2 separate regions of the Nothobranchius furzeri genome follow, and region 1 is linked to region 2. Evidence: chromatin contacts called from public Micro-C data. All regions are on one chromosome and are shown on one strand. The core of a region is the stretch at or near the end of the contact, and the rest is flanking DNA. Distances in the headings are between cores, read along the strand shown. Region 1 holds the start of znf609b (zinc finger protein 609b). Region 2 overlaps trip4 (thyroid hormone receptor interactor 4).

Region 1 (4,209 bases), core at 688-3,187, 150 kb after region 2:
ACTTTTGGAACAGGTCTGCTAGGGTCATGTTGGATGGCTGTTCATCTGAGTCACAGCCTTTACGTTGGGGTGTCCCACAAGGTTCAATACTTGGCCCGTTACTGTTTAACCTTTATATACTGCCCTCAGGAGCCATTTTCAGAAGGCACGCTGTCTCATACCATCTTTACGCTGACGACTGTCAAATCTACTTTTCATTTAAGCCAACTCAATCAACAAAAGTTCTGTCTGATTGTATCCTTGAGGTCAAGCAATGGCTAGCTGATAACTTCCTCCATCTCAATGACTCCAAAACTGACTTAATCGTTTTCAGTCCTAACAGGACCACGGCTACTCATCAACCTGACCTCAGCTATCTCTCACCTAATGTATCCTCTGTAATCTCCAACCTTGGAGTAAAAATGGACCAGGCTCTGAAGATGGATACCCAGGTCAATAACACAGTAAAATCATGTTTTTACCAACTAAGACGCATCTCGAAACTAAAGCACATCCTGAGTGTCCGTCTTCTGAAAGCTGTGGTCCACACTTTCATCACTTCAAGGCTGGATTACTCTAACTCCTGCTTATATGGCATCAGTAAAGCAGCTCTTTCTAGACTTCAGCTGGTCCAGAATTCAGCAGCTAGGTTGCTGACTGGAGCTGACAGAAGACAACACATTTCTCCAATTCTGAAATCTCTCCACTGGTTGCCCGTGCAGTACAGGATAAATTTCAAAATTATGCTTCTGACTTACAAATCCTTGAACCATCAAGCTCCTCCATATCTGTGTGAACTTCTCCATTTCTACAACCCGCCGCGTGCTCTCAGGTCCGAAGATAAGCTCCTCCTAGCTGTTCCGAATGCACGTTTAAAAAGCCGTGAAGAAAGGGCTTTCTCTGTCTGTGCACCGACGCTGTGGAAAACATTACCACTGCTAGTGAGGCAAGCACCAACAGCTAGCATTTTTAAATCACGCTTGAAAACTCACTACTTCGACCTAGCATATACCACATAATTATGAACCTCACTTAGATCAACATTGTTTAAAAAATGGAATTCACAATATCAACTTCTGTACTATTGAGGTTCTTCTTAAAATGGTTCTCTAATTTTTAATCTCCCTGTGTCTTATTGATTTTTAGCTGTTAGTTTTGGGGATTTTGTTGTATGTCTTTTTTTTTAATCTTTTACCTGTGTTCGTCCGACATGATTGTATAACGCGGTTTAAATGCACTAACATTTTTGGTGTACAGCACCTTGTTTGGTTGTAATGCCATGTTGAATGCGCTTTATAAATAAAATTGGATTGGATTGGATTGGGTAGACCATAGAACTTTCAAACTCTTGTTTCCACCAGGACCATTTTAGATGTGACACACGGGAAGCCTGATCACTTTGGCGTGCATTAAAGATGTGCTGTTGTCTGTAGTAACAAGCATCAAGTAAGGACTTGGAGGCTGTGAACAGGGTTGCCACATTGGTGATGACGACACAATCCCAAGCCCTATAAGTGGTTAAAAATATGTAAATAGTGATAAAATTTGTATTTAACTGTAAATGGGATTGCTCACTTCTATTTAATAATTTGGTGGAGTTGAGATGGTGGATTTGCCTGGTGGTTGAAAAGCATACGTCAGACCCCAGTCCAAACAGGGAGATGGATCCAGTTCCACTTTTTCCGCTCCAGAGCTGGGAAGTTCGATCCGGTAGGAAGCCTCCAGTCCTGGATTTCCTTTCCACCCTGGTTGCTGCTGCTGCTTGACTACAATGTATCAGTTCCCACATGAAGAAGCGGTACGGTGCTCCCAACAGAAACGGCGAATACGGAGGAATTAACCTGGATGGAAAGCTGCTCGTTGTGGAATTAACATCAGAAAGGTTGCGAGAGAAAAGCGGACTTGGCTCGGGTTTCGGAGCGCAGTGGTAACTATGCGTTTGGGACTCGTTTGTTTTCGCTGTGGACGGTGTCTCGAAGTGTGATGGCAGAAGTCCAGTGAATCGCTGGCCTCCCCTCCTCTCTTGTGTTGGATGTCTGGGGGAGTGCGCTGTTTTCTAGTGCTTCAGATTTTTTAGAGGTTTTATCATAATTGAACCGCGTTACACTGATTTGTTATTTTATGGGGCTCACGCCGCCATGGACAGACGACGGTTTGGAATACAGTTGTTAAGCTAAGTCGGTAAGTTTGTCCCTTTTATAATTTCTGTCATTGTTAACAGTGCTACGACTCGTTAGCCGTTTAATGTTAGCCTGCCTTGCGTGTAGCTTTACACCATTTAGCCAACACAGCATGCAGCAGCAAGCAAGCTGCTAGCCAAGGCTGACTGACTGCACTCTGAGCTCATTGTTTTACTGTGCCAGCTACCTAAGGTTACACTCACATTAGCTCATTGCACAAACCCAAGTTAGCTCCGTTTGCTCCCTGAAAGCTACATTTGATTCGGGTTCAGCTCTGCTGCATCCGTTTAGCTGTAAGACAGTTGTTGCCTCGGGGACAATAGCGTTTATTCACTGTTAAATATAATAAACACTTGTCTGACTGTACTAATAATGACCCATGAAGTGTTCTGGAACATTATGTTGCGTTTAAACATCAGCAGGACAGTTAAAGCTGCAGATTCCACGAGTGAAGTGTTTCCCAAACTGAGTACCGGGGACCCCAGGGGGTCCAGTGTAGAATGACTGAAAGAAAAACTGAAAATGAAATGTTTTTTTTTAACGTGTCACTCAACACACATGTTTCCTTTTTGGAACAGCAAAAGTCTAGCATAGACATTTTTACACCTCTGGTGCAAATAAATTTTAATGACGCCTCAAATGTCACAAAATGGTGGATCCTGGTCAAACACATGTCTTGTTTGGGGCTTTGTGACATAAATAAAGTGGGACACTTCTCTTTTTGTTGGTTCTTGTTGTTGGGCCTGCTGGAGTGAGTCATTTAATTAGAGGACATTTTTTACAAGACTAGTAAGGCCTAACCTTGTGCTCTACTCTATGGGTTGTGCTGCCCCATGTAGTATGACAGTACCACATTTAGGTCTAAACTAGTATTTTGTAGTCTGTTTCAGGATATAATCTCAGATTACAGTTCTAAACTTTACACAATGGGTTCAATTAGCTAAATTGTATTTATTTTAAACCAATCAACAGAAAGAAAGATACTTGGGAGCTTTTGTCTTATACTCAGAGCAGTTTAAATGATTTGGGTTTGTACTTATGCTATAACATCATTATAAAATAATTAGTGATTATATAGTATATTATGTGGATTTAAAGACAACTATCTATGTTGTGGATTGAAAGGTTTGGTGTTTATTCTTGTTTACAAATGTATAAAGCATTCCATTAGGGTTGCAGCTTTCGATGACATTAATAATCGATTAGTCTGCCACAATAATCAAATGATTAATCAAATAATTAGATAAGCCATTATTTTTCCTTTGCTTTGAAAATGTGGTCAAAATGTAACTGAGTAGTACTAGCTGTAGAAACAAGTTAATAACCATATTTCTATAGCAGAATGTATTGAATTCAACTGTATTTAAAAAAACACATTAAAATCTTATTTCTGATTATAGTCGGTCACTCTGAGTTTTTCATGTAGGCTGAACAGGGAAATAGTCTCCTAAACCATCTCCTGCGTTAGCTTCTGATAGATGATAGGTGCAACGATTCTAAAAGTCTGACAGATCTACGTCACCCATCTCATGAAGGGGAAGGCTGTTGTTGGTTTAGTGTCCAGGAATCCGCAGAGAATGCCTCTAGTAGAAGCTAACTGTTAGCATTAGCAATTAGCAACAGTAGTAGAGTTGTGTTGCTCTTATCCAATACAGGGCGAGATTTTCAAATGTCAGGATAATTCCTGACCAGAGTCCCAACGCCTGCCGTCCGAAGCTCAAAGAAATCATTAGCGTTTGTAATTAGAGCAAAAGTACGTGACGTACAAACATGTTCTAAAGGTAATAAAATCGCCACCGCTACTGGTGTTGGTACTCATTTGAATATAAGTAGCCGTCTGTTGATGTTAGCAGCTAACAAGAGGTAAACTTACCGAGGTGACTTTGTTTTACGCCATGACGTGCTTCCTTTTAAGGTGCTCATTCAGCGCCAATGTGCTCCCATTGAAAGGAGAGTTTCACTTTGCAGAGTTTGCACTCTACGGGCCTTTATTTGTCTTTGTATAATGCTCCCATACTTTTGAGCTATGTTGTCTACTCGCCGTGTTTTC
Region 2 (4,063 bases), core at 977-3,476:
TGGAGCATACTGTAAAGATACCCCCCCCATGTCTCCCCCACTTCTAAAGTGAAAATTACGTCCATGCTGGAAGGAGAGTTTGGACCATCGTCTTCAAGGAAGAAATGTGTCTGGGAAATATCCTGAATGATCGTGATTGCAATAACTTAAATTTTTGGTGAAATCAAATGGTAGAAAACAACAGTAGAACTCAGCTCTGTATACTAGTGAAATTCTGAGCATTTCCACTTACACAATGCAAAGGGAACTCAAGGGATTAGGAGTGAACAGTTGTGTAGCCATAAGAAAACCACCATCAGTGAAGCAAACTGGAAAAAGGCTTCAATTTGCTAGGGAGCGTGAAGATTGGACTCTGGAGTAATGGAAGAAGGTCATGTGGTCTGATGAGTCCAGATGAACTCTGTTCCAGAGTGATGGTGCATTAGGGTATGAAGAGAGGCAGATGAAGCACCCATCATGCCTAGTGCCTACTATACAAGCCTGTGGGGGCAGGGCTATGATCAGGGGTTGCTACAGTTGGTCAGGTCTAGATTCAGCAACAGGATGTGCTCCAAAAATGAGGTCAGCTGACTACCTGAATATACTGAATGACCAGGTTATTCCATCATTGGATTTTTTTGGATTGGTGAAAGAGTGGTTCAGGGAGCATGAGACATCATTTTCACACATGGATTGGCCACCACAGAGTCCAGACCTTAACTCATTGAGAGTCTTTGGGATGTGCTGGAGAAGTGTTTGTGCAGCAGTCATACTCTACCATCATCAATGCAAGATCTTGGTGAAACATTAAGGCAACACTGACGGAAATACATCTGGTGATGCTGCAGAATATTATCGAAGCAACACCACAGCAAATGTGTGCTGTAATCAAAACTAAAGGTGGTCCAACATAATATTAGAGTGTGTGACTTTTTCTTTTTTTGGTGGTGATTTTTTTGAGCTGGTAAAAACCATGAACCTTGATTTGACCTTGTAAATGGGTTACTTATCTGCAATAAGTAGCACTAATCACATAAGGCCATACACAAATATGAATGGCTTTTTAAATAATCTTTTCACAAGATCAAACAAGTGCAACACAAAAACACCTGAAATAAATCAGGAGTGGATGTTGTCATCTTGTGGCAGGTGTGTTGTTCCAAGCATTTCCTTACCTCTGTGGGTTTTGTCTGTATCATTGTCCTCCATCTCTTCATGTAATCCCAGATTGACTCTGTGTTGATGAGATCAGGGGTTTGTTTGAGTCAAACCATCTGCTGCTCGACTCCTTCTTTGTTTTGTCACTGGAGATGTTTGACGTTGCCGTTCTGCTGCAGACAGAACTGGGGATCATCAGGTGTCTCTGCGATGGATCAGAATTCATTCCTCTAATAAAATATGTGGCCTGTGCTATACCTCTGAACCGCTATCTTTTTGGGTATTGAATCCCTAGTTTTAATCTAAAACTTGCTTTTGCATTTAAATAGTTTATATTGTTCCTCTTCTGACCTTTCTGCACTTGTTGGCCTGTATTATAGACTGTAGCTCAGTATATGTATGCACACTAGCACATGTGAGATAACTGAAAGCAGGCTTCTACCACATCACACAGCTCCAAGCCCATAACCACTTATCTATTAAAAGAAGTACTGGTTCCTGTGGAATTCCATTTGTGTAAGCTCTCCCTCTGACCTCCAGAGTGGAGCTCCTGTGCTTGTTAGGCTGGCTGGAAGCTCCAACTGATGCCTGAGTTTCCTTGTGTGGTAATGTGATATTTATATGCTGAAAGCCTTCCTGCCAGCATGACACACACACACACACACACACACACACACACACACACACACGTCTCTCTCTCTCTCTCTCTCTCTCTCTCTCTCTCTCTCTCTCTCTCTCTCGCACACACACAGGATACATTGGATGCATTCCAAAGGAAGAAAAGTCAGGCGGTTCTATTTTTTTCTTCCCACATTTTTTTTTTCTCTGTAACATTTTTCAAATCCCTAACGGTGGCTGCTTGTCTCTTTTCTCTCCCCCTCCCCCCTCATCTTCCCATCCTCACATTTTCTCCACTTCCTCTGTAACACCGTGTTTTACAGGTCAGTGCTGTAAAATTGTAAATATGCTGGCTGAGCGGACGTGCGCACTTACTGTCAATCGAGCATTTTTTAGCCTCTCTGCTGAACCTCAGTCACACACCAACACACTGACATTCCTCCCTCTTCCTCCCTCTTTCTTGCTGGGCAGTTTGCCATGGCAGAGGTCAGACATCATGTGATTCTGCAGTGGTGTGTAGAATGCATTCAGCTCAGGGCCCCTCAGCACTGGACGACAACCAACTAAACCTCGGTCACAGGTTTTCCACAGCATGAAAAATACATAGAACCATCTGCCAGCTTTGAAATGAGCTGCTATTGCTGTCCACAGACCACTTCATTAAATGTCACACGGTGTCTGCTGTTCAGAAAGCTGACTGTCAACCCCTTTTATTAATCTTCTTTGTTTTTTTTCCTGCTCATTTAAATGAGCTTTGTTCCTCTCTCTGAATGCTGATCACAAGTCTTAAAAACAATGAAAGAGAAATTTGAGTCACATTTTACTCCGCTTCGTTTGATGGTAGCAATGGCAGCTTGTTTGAAGGAACGAACAGAGAATCAAAGAGAGGTACCTGAATACTAGTCTGTATTAAGTGGTTGGCTGAATAAAAAATGGCTTCAGATAAAGTGACATTTTTATACTCTTCTAAAATAAATATCAACATATTTCAAAATGATGACGCTTTCTTGTCTTTACTGAACAGAAAGTATGGTCTCGAGGTCATAGTCATTATGCAGTCAGTGCCGTCCTTGAGAAAATAAACAGGAAAGCCTGCAGGGTATAGCTCTACTGTTGTTGTGTTGACTGATGTTATTGGCCGCTAACAGGAGTGGGACGATGACATGAAAAATTAAGTGTTAGCCGTTTGTTCTTTTGAAATGCTGGTAGTAAATAAGCAAACTACTTCACTTTTGCTTGAGTTTTTTTTTTTTTTTTTTTACAAGATTCGTACTTCGCTACATTTTCAATCATATCAGTTACTGAGTAAACAAATTATAGGCTTAATTCATTCATTTAAAATATTGCACTTTGCAGCATCGGAACAGAATGAGACCTGCATGAGCACCGTTTCTCACCCGTGGGGGGGGGGGGGGGGGGGGGGGTTTACACGTTTTATAATGGGGACGTTAAACAGCCACACTTTTCCCACAGTTTTGCTCAAAAACATCAGTCCAATCCCTCTGATGCACTCACTGTTTACCCCCCTCTCTGTTCCTCTCCGGTTGGTTGAAACCCGCGTCTTCACGCACCGGTGTTTCGTGAGTATTCTGCTCGGCTCGGTAGCCGGACTCGGTTCCATGTTTGAAATATGTTTTCCCAATTGCTATTATAGGAAAATTCAATAAACAGTCCAAACTGATGCGTAACATGTTTAACATGAGGTATCTGAACCATAATAGAGGGTTTTATATTTCCATTGGTGGAAACAAAACCCATTGCACACTGCTGCCAACCAGCGGTCGGCGTTTGAATTGCACCAAAAGAAAAAAAAACAAAACGCAAATGTTTCCATGTAAATTATTCCAAAAATTTAATACATGGCTTTTGAATATCGCCATATAGCAGAAACGAATATATATTGGCTATATCGATAATTTCTTACATCCCTAGTCTCATGTTAGATGTTTGTCATTAAAACATTGAGATAAATCACATATTGATGGCATCTAAAAAATAATTTTTTTTGTCAAAATAAAAAATAATCTAATTTCAACTGTACAATCCTGAAACAACCTCATCCAATTAATGTGCACGTCCTCTTGTCACTGATTGAATCAAAATCCCTCCATCAAAGTGTGTGTGTGTGTGTGTGTGTGTGTGTGTGTGTGTGTGTGTGTGTGTGTGTGTGTGTGTGTGTGTGTGTGTGTGTGTGTGTGTGTGTGGAATGCACATGCAAATGTGTTGAGCTGGTATTGTGATTTTGCACTACTTAGATGTAGCCATCCGTATGCTGACAAAGAAGTTACAAAGTAACTTTTACTTTGAG

What was found. A called contact is a pair of places that touch in the nucleus more often than the background predicts.
Region 1: a contact with region 2 is called in a Micro-C map of tail fin, with 5 times the contacts expected there. The contact joins the promoter of znf609b here to the enhancer-like site in region 2. A contact is called at or near these places in 2 of 2 Hi-C or Micro-C datasets (skeletal muscle and tail fin).

Annotation. Positions count from the first base shown.
Region 1 is chr9:45,341,949-45,346,157 of NfurGRZ-RIMD1, forward strand. It overlaps znf609b (zinc finger protein 609b), which reads left to right and starts at 1,938. Exons shown (of 8, transcript XM_054732279.2): 1 at 1,938-2,160.
Region 2 is chr9:45,196,580-45,200,642 of NfurGRZ-RIMD1, forward strand. The region is part of intron 11 of trip4 (thyroid hormone receptor interactor 4); the gene reads left to right. Among protein-coding and RNA genes, the nearest start is that of trip4, 17 kb to the left of the region's middle. Within about 2 kb of position 2,227, at least 1 of the 3 cell types and tissues checked has an H3K27ac peak or open chromatin away from gene starts, as enhancers often do. A contact at or near this core is called in tail fin, where this site is marked.